Linked DNA regions of Mus musculus: regions 2, 3 and 4 are each linked to region 1. The links are chromatin contacts, called in public HiChIP or PLAC-seq and promoter capture Hi-C maps. All regions are on one chromosome and are shown on one strand. The core of a region is the stretch at or near the end of the contact, and the rest is flanking DNA. Distances in the headings are between cores, read along the strand shown.

Region 1 (2,549 bases), core at 25-2,524:
TCTCTCATATCCCAGTTCTGTCTCAACATCTTGGAGCACAATATTGCAAAAACACACAGGAAAAATTGGGGAAACGTATGCTTTGCAAAAATGGAAAAAAAACAAAAACAATGCCAGCTGTTTAGTTTGATTTCATTTTTAAGTTGTTGAATCATCTTATTCCTCTTTCATACAGTATATTGCTGGCTTTCAACTTGCATTTACTCTGGGATGGGAGTATCTGAATACACTTGGACAACATTCCCAGAGGATGTCATCTGCTTGGATGGCACTGAAGGGGCTGCCTTCTGGCAGCAGTGCTTACAAGTGCTGTCCTTGGGTCATCAGCAAGAACTCGTTAAAATACAGTATCAGGGCACATTTGGAACGAACTTAATGAGAAGCAGATGATGGGGCTCAATAACATGTTTTAGTAAGCCTTTGATTATCCTGGTGTGAGTAAAAGATTGAGAATCACAGGTTAAAAGTCATTATTAAAATAGTGACTGAGAACTTCAAGAAATTAGAGAAAGATACGGTACTGGGGGGGCAAAACCACATGGAATACAAAACGTGCCACATAAAACTCTAAAGAAACTTTCAGCAGTTCTGCCATTTTAAATAAAACATCACACTTTTCTTTTATGATCTGCTATTATCTTAGGTCACACCGCAGGGGCGGCGGGGGGCGGGGGGGGGTGCATGCACCACCTGGAAAGCTAGGTGCTTTAAGTTCTCCAAACGGTTACTGTGTCCTGATAATGATCTTAAGAAGTAGGTCCATCTCTCTGAGACCCGAGTGTCTGTCTCTAAGAGAGGCGAGAAGCTACCTAACAGACTAATTTTCAGATGTTTTGGATCCAGCCCTGATTGCCCCAGACTTCTTCCCTCCCGGTCTGTTCTTCTAGTCTATCTCTTCCGCAGGCCGTTGCTTGCACACAGGCAGCGGAGGTCGTCTGTCACACCCTTTCCGAGCTCTAGAGGATTTCCCGGGGGTTCCAGTCACTCTCTGGAGGCTTCCTTTGGGGATCAAGGGAGGCAAGCCCCATCCGATCAGTGTGGGCGGGGAGCGGCCACGAGCCTCCCGCAGGCCTGCCTGTCCCCGGCTGCCCGTCCGTCCTCGGTCGGCCCGAGCGCCCCACCTGCTCCAGGGTGAGGAGGAGGAACTCCTGGGATAGCAGCTCAGGGTGCAGCAGCAGCTCCGCGTCCGTACAGCTGCGACCGCCCACATCCCCCGCCATGGTTGTCGCCAGGAGACCCCCTGGCCGGCCTCCCACAAGGCACTGCGGCGGAAGCGTCGCGGAAGTGACGTGAGGGGGCGGGACTCTGGTGTCACTCAGCGCGCCCGAGACGCGATGCTTTTCCCAGAGAGTAGAGTTTATGGCTGGCCGACTCGGCTGACGCACCTCAGCCAAGAGGACGAACTGGGACTGAGAGCGGAGCAGAGTCCTGCCCGGGCTGCGCCGAAAGCACCGGAGGCTAAGCAACGCGAGCTGGCCGCCATTGGTCCCGCCCCCTGTGACGTCCCATGGCAGAGGCCTCAGGGATTCTCCCGACTGCGTGGAGAGACAGAATGGAACAAGAGGGCAGACAGCTGTGACCCCAGATGGCATTGTCATGTCTGAAGCCATGCTTCTTTTCGCTTTTTACAATGTCTCAATCGTTTATTGCCTAATCTCCCTTCTACATAAAGTAAGCCCAAATAACACTCTGTAATCCCCTCTCCTCGGACATGGTAAGCATCAAGTATTGTTCCCTGGAAAGATCTTTAAACCGACCAGCTTACGTGTGGGAAATAATAAGAGAAAGTAGTAGCGCCAGTCCAGCGACTGTTACACTACTCCCCAGATCAGCCTGATGTGCTACTAGAATGCTTGTTTCTGGTATGAGGAAAATGAGCAATAGGACGGATAATTGGAGATCACAGACTGGCAGTGACAGGAACCAAGCAAACTGCCTTTGCGCTTACTAATAATTACAATGAAGTCGTGGTTTTTACTTTAACAAAATATTGTAGGCTTCAACTATATTCTAGTATTTGTGTGAGAAATCTCTTTCATCATTCATAGGAGACAGAGTCCTCAAGTTTTTGCACATTAAAAGGTTGTACTTCATACCTGTTATGAGAGCATAGTTTGTATGCTCTATAATGTATCGTTTTATTGGAAACTGTTGCATTGTTTATGAAAATATGAACTACTAGGAGTCTACCAAAAATATGCTTGAAAGAGTGCTGAAAAATAAATGAGATGTTAAATTAGTAATGAGAGACATCTTGTAAAATTTTCCAGTTTATGTGATGCTTTCAGGGAAGAAACAATTACAGAGCTGGGAGGAAATTTTAATGTTAGTGCTTAAAAATATTCAATCCAGTCCTTTTATTTTTGTGTTTGGAAAGCTGATCTAAGTGACCTTCCCTGAAAGGACAAGTCTTAAAGCTGGGCCAAATGTTCTCAAATGGGATTAAATGCCTTAGCTTTGTAACATTATTGTGCTAGTATATATTCAAATTAACCTTTATATTGTCGTATAATAATGAGTCTGGCATGGATGGCATCATTGGCTCCATT
Region 2 (2,549 bases), core at 32-2,531, 170 kb before region 1:
ACTTAGCACACTGAGTATGTTAACACAGCCCCCTGGTACTGCACACTAGGTACGCCAAGTTAGGAAAATTTCTTGGAACTCTGCCAGCCTCTGACAAGCTGATCTCAACCCTGACATCTGAACCCCCAAATTCCTTTACTCATCGAATACTAACTAGGTCATTCTATAGTAGACTTTGAGTTAATTTGATGGTTAAAGACTATTTAGAAAAAGAAGGTGTTATTAGAACCAAAGATAGGCTGGGCAAAGGGGCGTGTGTCTTTAACCACAGGCTGGAGGATCTCTATGAGTAGGGGGCCAACCTGGTCTACATGTCTAAGTCCTGGACAGCCAAGGGTGCATAGGGAGACCTTGTGTCAAAAAGCCAAACTCAAACAAACAAAAATAGCTAAAAAAACAAAACCGAGGCATTGCATGATAGAGGAATGGAATTGATCTTGAAGATGAAACAAGACCAGTGTTGTGATTTTATTTGTTTGTTCATATGATGAAGTAGCATCATGAAGTATCTCCTGGGGTCACTGACCAGCTGGGAGTTGGTGGTCTGCAGAACGGCTGAAGGCTGCTTCCTGCTCACTGTGCTGGCAGTTTTCCTTTTAGCTCATCTCCTATGATAACACTCTCTATTGTTGTCATTTTATATTAAAATATGCATACTCAGAAAGAACATATATGTGTATGTACTACATATATACCATATATGTATATGAATCTTATATATGATAATAAATGGTAATATTTCCCCGTATATAATGAAAAAGCCATTTAAGGTGAGGCATTAACAAGTGGAAGTGATTCTTCCCTTATGTGTGGTGCTGAGATTCTGAGAGCAAACACTAAGCAGAAAATTGTCAGAACCTGGGACCGAGGAAATTGAGATGTAATAGAGACCAAGAAAACCTATGCCAAGGGCTTGGGGCTCCAGCTGATACCCTCAAAGTCCATGTAGCCCTTTTCTCTCAAGCTAGAGAGATGTTAGAGTGCTACTAAAGACTTTCAAGGTTTCTCCCATACCCGGAGTCTACAGTCCTTCAACTGCAGGTTATTAACCTGCTTGGTCAGCTGACAAGTCACCCAGGCATGCACAACAGAAAAGAGGCAGGGGAGAGCCTGGACTGGCTGGGAGAAAGCCTGCTTTTGCAGCTGGACGCAGGGGTGTGTCTGTGGGAATAAGGAGGAAGGCAAGGCAAAGGGATACTCGGAATAATGAGGAACTTATGCTTGTTCATTGTCCAAAGATGGCTGGCTGCACCTCGTGCACAGAAAAAGTGTAATGACCTTTATGTCCACAAGGGGGTGGGGTTGGCTTTTCTTTGGTGCTTTAAAAAATCCCAGACTCACCACTGGCTTTCTATAGCAGCATTTTCCTTTTCTGTTCCCATCAGCCCAATATATTTTGAGGAATGCCCTTTCGTGCTAGAATATAGCACAGTGAAAGGAGTACCTTGTTGTAATCTGTCCCAGGCAATCTAAAGGCATGATCTGGTTAGCTGGGGCCTGATTTATCCACAGACAGCTGAATGAATGTAAGGATAGCTGTGATAGAATCCATACTGCAAATGGCCAGGTTTTTAAATTTAAAACAATGATATGATCTATTGGCCTATCATTTCTATAGTGTGTGAGCATGCATAGTTTCCAAACTGATGTTTCAATGGTATGTTCACTATTTGTAATAATTTTAGGGAAATAATTTAGACTCTTAATTATTTATACTTATTGGTTTGGGCAGTATTTTAGTATTTTCTTTTTCAGCAATTTTTAAAATTGTTTTTAAACAATGTTTTCTGTCTGTTCTCAATAATTTCATGCAGTGATGTAATTTGGCTACTTCCGGTCACTCTCTATTCCATCTGGGGGTCCTTCCCAAACAAGTTTAATCATGAGTGGTTTCAGGGAATGAGTGAAGAGTCATTTGTAGAAAGATGAGCAGTTTACCGTGGCTACACTACTGGAGAAAAATAATTCCTGGCCCCCAGCATCCATCAGTTCCTAATAGCTCTAAGAGGTGTGGGTTTAATAACATTTTAGGCCACCATGCAAAATCCTGGACTTCAGGGTACTTAGTTCTCAGTTGTTCCTCTATTGAACGGTCTTCCCTTGTCCTCCTCACATCACGCTGCTAGGAACCCTCCTTTCACAGTCTTTCTATTGCGTTTCACAAATTCCACTACCCTCTATTTTCTCCTTCATTCTCCTCCCAAAGACGTCTTCCCTTGGTGTGTCCTCTCTCTGTCTTTGCCTCTATCTCTCTGTCTGTCCGTTTGTCCCTGTTTCACACACACACACATCTATATTCCATATACGAAAGAAAATGCGACACATTACTTGTCTTTCTCACTCTGGCTATTTTCTTGCCAGTGTTCTGGCTTCATTTTTCTTTACAGCTAAAAGCCATCCATCGTATATATGAACTACATTTTCTGAATTCATTCATCCTTTGATGGACATCAAGACTGGTTCTATTTCATGGCTATGTGAATAATGCCGCAATAAGCACAGATGTACAAGCGCTGTGTGAGATGCTGACTTCCAATGCTTTGGGTATG
Region 3 (2,549 bases), core at 36-2,535, 150 kb before region 1:
ACTGTGTGTGCCGCATGCTGGGGTCAGGACAGTATAGATGGAAGGACTAATAAAAAGAGACAAAGCAAAAATCCATGTTAGTGGGCACTGATAAACACCTCTATGAACTCCTCGTATCCCTGTGACCAGAGGATAGGGCAGTGAAGGCCTTGGGATGTTTCATGTTCTGGTGCCCACCAGATCCTAGCTGACAGATATTGATCAAAACTGCCAGTTGGATGCTAACTCCTCATTCCTGATAATTAAACTGGAAAGGACTTCAAACTGTGAGAACAAAGAGTGCAGACAGACAGCCTCAGACTGCTCAAAATATCTTCCCCAGGGTCCCTCAGTAGGTAGCCCTTTCCAAGAATGTGTTTATCAAAAGGGCAACTGGAAACTTTGCTTTCCTATGAACTCTGCTAACTTGCAACTTGAGATAGCCACAGATTGCCTCTCTTCAGAGAAGTATACTAACTATTTATAATTTCAGCTGGGACTGTCACCTCCCCTCTATGGCTAAAAGTTAGGACACATCCATTTGCCCGTCCAGGTTATGAGTGGTCTTGGATGTGCCTGCTGCCCAGCTAACTGCAAATGTTTCGTTGTAGATACATTCTTGTTCAGACTGGAAAACCATAGTCTAAGATGCTTCCAGAAGCAACTGTTCTGTCTCTACCCCTTGGGGTACTTTCAAGAACTGTCTACCACCAGAGGAACTTATCTGACTTGCACTACAATATACTGTCAAGACACAAGAGGCCAGCAAGCATGATTTTGTACTGGAATTTTACATCTTCCTACTAAGGCTCCAATTGGAACCTTGAATTTTTTTATACAAGGGAAAAAATGGATCATACATCTATTAGAGTAGCAGGGTCCTGCTCTTACCTAGGGGGTCTCCTGCCACTTCAAATATAAGTTTCCAACTCAGCTTAGTAAGCAATTCTCAAGTCTGAATACATGAAATAGCAACAGGGAAAAAAATCTGAAAATTGAAAACTCCAAGCCATCCAAATCAGTGCAGGCTTGCCCTGTCCTTCTGGTGCTGCCTAAAGTACAGTCACAAACATGTTGGTTGGTTTCCATGTGCACACCTCCCTCTTATAGCAAACCCCTAAATCCTCCAGAAGTCTCTTGTTTCTGCCCACAGGCCCTGTTGTGGAATGTCCCTCCTGGGCCCTGGATCTGAAGGGGCCTCACACACAGCTCATCACCTCTGAAGCACCATGAACAAAGCAGCCAGATGAGAACTCCCAGCAGACAGCTACTGATGGAGAGACCAAAAGTGTGGAGTTGTGAAAGCAGGGCTTCAGATAACAGGCAGGTCAGAGCCAGTGCCTTTCTGAGGAGAGGTCAGCCTTCCTCTCACTAAAACTACATCTGAAAATAGGAAGGGCACGTGATGTCAGAGGAGGCTCCATTAAGAGCTGGTGTTGCTCCAATGTGTCCCAGAAGTCCTCAAGTATAAAATATAAGAACAATTTTCCCAAATAATCACATTAAAAACCTTAGCTCATCTCTACCTCTTCTTTCTGAAGGACACTAAATTACTTCTCTATTGCTGTGACAAAATACTATGACTGTGACAACCTACAGATGAAGGAGTGAATCTGGGCTTACGGTTCCATCAGGATTAGCATCCATGATGGACAGAGCAAATGCGTGGCGGTTGGAGCTGGAAATGGAGGTCACGCTGTCAACCTCAAGCAGGAAGCAGAGAGTGAACTAGAAATGGTACAATGGTATAAGTCTTTATGCTCTCAAAGCTCACCTCCAGTGATATCCTTTCTCCAGAAAACCACATCTTCTAGATCTATTCAGGGGGGTGGCATTTGATTCAAATGACGACAGACCATTACCTCACCTGAGGAAATGCCTTAGACTCCAGTTTGAGGACTGAACAGCATTGCAAGTCATGGGTTAGGAGTCAGCCAAACCTAGCCTTGAAGTCTAGCCCTATCACTTCCAACATAGACCAGACCAGCTTACTTGACTTCTCAGAGCCTGCTTCCACTACATTATTGATTTGGAGACTAGGGCCAGAAAGATGGCTTAGTTGGTAAACATGCCTGCCACCAAGCCTGGCGAATAGAGTGCAAGCCCTGGAATTCGCAAGGTGGAAAGGAAGAACTAGCCCCTACAAGTTGCCCTCTGACTCCTGGGAACCGTGTACACTCAGTAGCATACATGTGTGCATGCTTGAGTTTGCATGCACACACACAAAATGTTAAATCTTGTGTGTGTGTGATTTGAAGATTGAATATAATATATGGAAAGCGGTCATGTCCTGTGGTGCTAGCACACAGCAAGCCCTCCATGATGCCCTCAAGTCACCGGGGCAAGATTCCTCATCTTAGAAGTCTTCAGGGATGACTTCTAAGATTTCTACCCCACTTTCTGCCTTAAGCTTCTTTTCCACAACAACAAACATATTTTCTTCTAAGTCAGCCTCCGGAAGTCAAGATTAAAATGTCATAAAAAAGCATGTGTACATAATTCATAGATAATTTATCTAGCATGCTTTAGGCCCCGAGTTTGATTCCTAACACTGGAAAACAATAAATCAG
Region 4 (2,549 bases), core at 25-2,524, 150 kb after region 1:
TGCAGCACAAAAAAAAAAAAAGAAAGAAAAAAAGAAAAAAAAAGGACACTGTCCACTCTAAACAAAGTGAACTGCCCTTAGCAAGCTGAAGTGAATTTCCTACAAAATACTTGCTTCTGCTTCTTTTTTTTTTCGGAACAGTTCGGTCAAAGTTTCATTTCTTTACGTTTTCATTTTCTATTAATACTTTGATACTTAAAAGATAAGAGATGAACTCTCAAACTGCAAACCTCTGGTTTGATGAAGCCATTACCCTGGTGTCACTTTCATCGTTAACAAATGACATGTCTCTCTGTCCCTTCTAAAATCCAGATTAAACAGACACCCAGCCCACCTCAGTGGCAATCTGGGGAAGGCGTCCTAAGGCCCCTTTCTCTGATGGGGAAAACCGAGGCAGCTCAGTGGCCTGTTGGATGAACGTCCCACAGCAGCTGCTCTCACTTGCGATCTCTTGTCTAAGTATTACCCGATGTAAAGGAAATGGTCTGACAGAGTTGGCAGTACACGGGGAGATGAGATGGGGGATGAGGCGGGGTAGTGGGATGGGCGACGATCAGAAATGGTGGTGGTGATGGTGATGGTGGTGACAGTGGCGGTGGTGACGCTGGGCCGGCTCCTCTCCCGTTTTTCCATGACTGCAGGTCCTCGCAGCCTCCGCCGTCCCCGCGTGGCCTCTGCCCGGAGAAACAGGATTTGCACCCAAGCCGCACGTCCGCGGGCGCGAGGCTGCGGCGCCCCGCGAGCCGGCCACGCGCCCCTCTGCGCCCCCGCGCTGGCGCCGCCCGAGCATCACAGCCGAGGCTCCTCCGGCCCGGCCTCCCCTCCGCCGCACTCCACCCCGCAAGGCAGCACCCGCGCCAGGGCCCGCCCCACCAAGCCCCCCGCGGCCCGGCCCTGGCCCCGGTCACTTACGCTGCACTGGGCCCGGATGCGCCCAGCGGCCCGAGACAAAGGCTGAGCGGCCCCGGTGCCGCCGGCTGTTCCCCTAGCCGCGGCTGCCGGGGACCAGGAGGAAGAAGGGGAGGATGGAGAGGAGGAGGGGCAGGGAGCAGGGGGAGGCAGCGAGGGAGCGTGGGGGAGGGGCCCGCGGCGTCTGCCACCCGCCGCAGCAGTCCCAACCCCAGCCCTCCTCGGGGGCCGCCACCCTCCGGGGGTGCAGACCTCCCCTAGGGACCAGGGTACCGCCCCCCCTGGGGCGGGGTGGGAGGAAGAGGAAGGGAAGGAGGAAGGCAGTGAGTGCGCCTGTGTGCTCCTACTCAATCGTGATCGTCTCCACCCACCCCCGCGTCTGCGGGCAACCCTAGGAACCTGCTAGACTCCCCGCCTCAACTGCGCGGCTCCCAGCAACCCGCGCCCACTTTCCTACAGACCTCTACCCCAGACCAGCCAACCCTATCCACCTCCTCCGATGAACAGACCTGAAGGTTAAGTGCCCGGAGGCTCTGGTGAGGGAGAGCCAGCTGAGAGGTGATGGAGGGTCGGGGCCCTTTGTGAACCACCCTGTTGGGCACCTGTTCCTCTCTAGCACGGACCCTAGTACTTAGCGGACCACTAAGGATGACAATTGGGCAGGTGAGATCTTGAGTCTCCCATGGGCGACTCTTTGGGAAAAGTAACTCCATGGCTTGACTCAGTCATTTGCATCTTGGTGACAAGAGTGATTTTGATTTTTTTTCATATTCTGAAAACTTTTCAGTGTGTGTGTGTGTGTGTGTGTGTGTGTGTGTGTGTGTGTGTGTGTGTGTGTGTGTGAAGTCAAAGGGGAATAGTGAAACAAACCATCTTCAACCTCAAGGCAGGCCAGAATTTTCCAATCTTTCATCCACTCCAGTTGAAAACATGGCTCTAGTTGTCGGAGCTTCCCTGAGGCCCCAGGCTTCATTCACTTGTGCTGTTTGGCTTAGGTGGGAACCTATATACCATGAGCTAATCAACAATGATCCACCAAAGGCCAGATTGCTGCGACTGTCTCCCAAATTCCTTGCCAAATGTGACTGACTGATGCCTGTCCCTCCAGGAAAAAAAAAAAAAAAAAGAACAAGCAGGATGTCGCCTTAAATTCCAAGAGCTTCAGTTCTTACCTCAGTGAACCCAAGTGCAGATTACAAGCCATAGAGGTCGGCTGAGGTGTTCCTTGCTGATCCTTGGAGTCTTGACGGGGAAGCTGGGCAGCTACTAAGAGAACCAGATTCCTCACTGATTGGGTTGGAGTCCTAGGGCCACACACAGCATAAGATGCATGGCCTATTGGTTCCTCGGTAGGCAGCATGCTAGGGACAGACTCGGGCCATCTGAGGGTTTACTATGTGCCTCATGTTGGCAAAGCAGAGGGGTGCCCTTTGGTGAGTGTCTTGCAGAGCTGTGCTATGCAGAAGATAGGTAAATAGATCGAGATGAAGACTCTGGTCTCAGACTATCGGGCTTTCTGTCTTTCACCTCTTTTCAGCTGTGTGCCCTCAGGCCAATGACTTGACAACTCTGAGCCTTGTTTTCTCATGGGAGAAACTAGGAGTGTGGATGGAGTCTGTCTGAGAGGCATTTGTGCATGC

The links. HiChIP or PLAC-seq counts read pairs in DNA pulled down with a chosen protein or histone mark. Capture Hi-C pulls out chosen DNA fragments and counts their contacts.
Region 2: an H3K27ac HiChIP or PLAC-seq map of the NIH/3T3 cell line shows a contact between it and region 1, with 4 times the contacts expected there. The contact joins the enhancer-like site here to the promoter of AI597479 in region 1. A contact is called at or near these places in 8 of 39 promoter capture datasets (the 3T3-L1 cell line, 3T3-L1-derived adipocytes, cranial neural crest and 5 more), 1 of 15 datasets of contacts at CTCF or cohesin (the NIH/3T3 cell line), 15 of 115 datasets of contacts at active chromatin or transcription factors (the NIH/3T3 cell line, the SCID.adh cell line, cardiomyocytes and 9 more) and 2 of 9 other capture datasets (adipose tissue and liver).
Region 3: an H3K27ac HiChIP or PLAC-seq map of heart atrium shows a contact between it and region 1, with 6 read pairs. The contact joins the enhancer-like site here to the promoter of AI597479 in region 1. A contact is called at or near these places in 7 of 115 datasets of contacts at active chromatin or transcription factors (the SCID.adh cell line, embryonic stem cells, extraembryonic endoderm stem cells and 3 more) and 2 of 9 other capture datasets (adipose tissue and liver).
Region 4: a promoter capture Hi-C map of pancreatic islet shows a contact between it and region 1. The contact joins the promoter of Gpr45 here to the promoter of AI597479 in region 1. A contact is called at or near these places in 8 of 39 promoter capture datasets (the 3T3-L1 cell line, 3T3-L1-derived adipocytes, cranial neural crest and 5 more), 1 of 484 Hi-C or Micro-C datasets (cerebral cortex), 10 of 115 datasets of contacts at active chromatin or transcription factors (the 230-238 cell line, the SCID.adh cell line, bone marrow-derived macrophages and 4 more) and 3 of 9 other capture datasets (adipose tissue, liver and pancreatic islet).

Annotation. Positions count from the first base shown.
Region 1 is chr1:43,097,435-43,099,983 of GRCm38.p6, reverse strand. AI597479 (expressed sequence AI597479) reads right to left here and starts at 1,274. Exons shown (of 4, transcript NM_133818.1): 1 at 1,122-1,274. The coding sequence starts at 1,220. It also overlaps a transcript of Tgfbrap1 not described here.
Region 2 is chr1:43,263,328-43,265,876 of GRCm38.p6, reverse strand. No RefSeq gene overlaps it. Among named protein-coding and RNA genes, the nearest start is that of Gm29040, 3.5 kb to the right of the region's middle. Within about 2 kb of position 1,281, at least 34 of the 459 cell types and tissues checked have an H3K27ac peak or open chromatin away from gene starts, as enhancers often do. A contact at or near this core is called in the NIH/3T3 cell line, the SCID.adh cell line and hippocampal neurons, where this site is marked.
Region 3 is chr1:43,246,472-43,249,020 of GRCm38.p6, reverse strand. It overlaps Gm29040 (a long non-coding RNA gene), which reads left to right. Exons shown (of 3, transcript XR_003947809.1): 3 at 1-863. Among named protein-coding and RNA genes, the nearest start is that of Gm29040, 13 kb to the left of the region's middle. Within about 2 kb of position 1,285, at least 8 of the 459 cell types and tissues checked have an H3K27ac peak or open chromatin away from gene starts, as enhancers often do. A contact at or near this core is called in heart atrium, where this site is marked.
Region 4 is chr1:42,951,597-42,954,145 of GRCm38.p6, reverse strand. It overlaps Gpr45 (G protein-coupled receptor 45), which reads right to left and starts at 1,274. Exons shown (of 2, transcript NM_053107.4): 1 at 913-1,274. It overlaps Gm39633 (a long non-coding RNA gene), which reads left to right and starts at 1,428. Exons shown (of 3, transcript XR_865396.3): 1 at 1,428-1,572.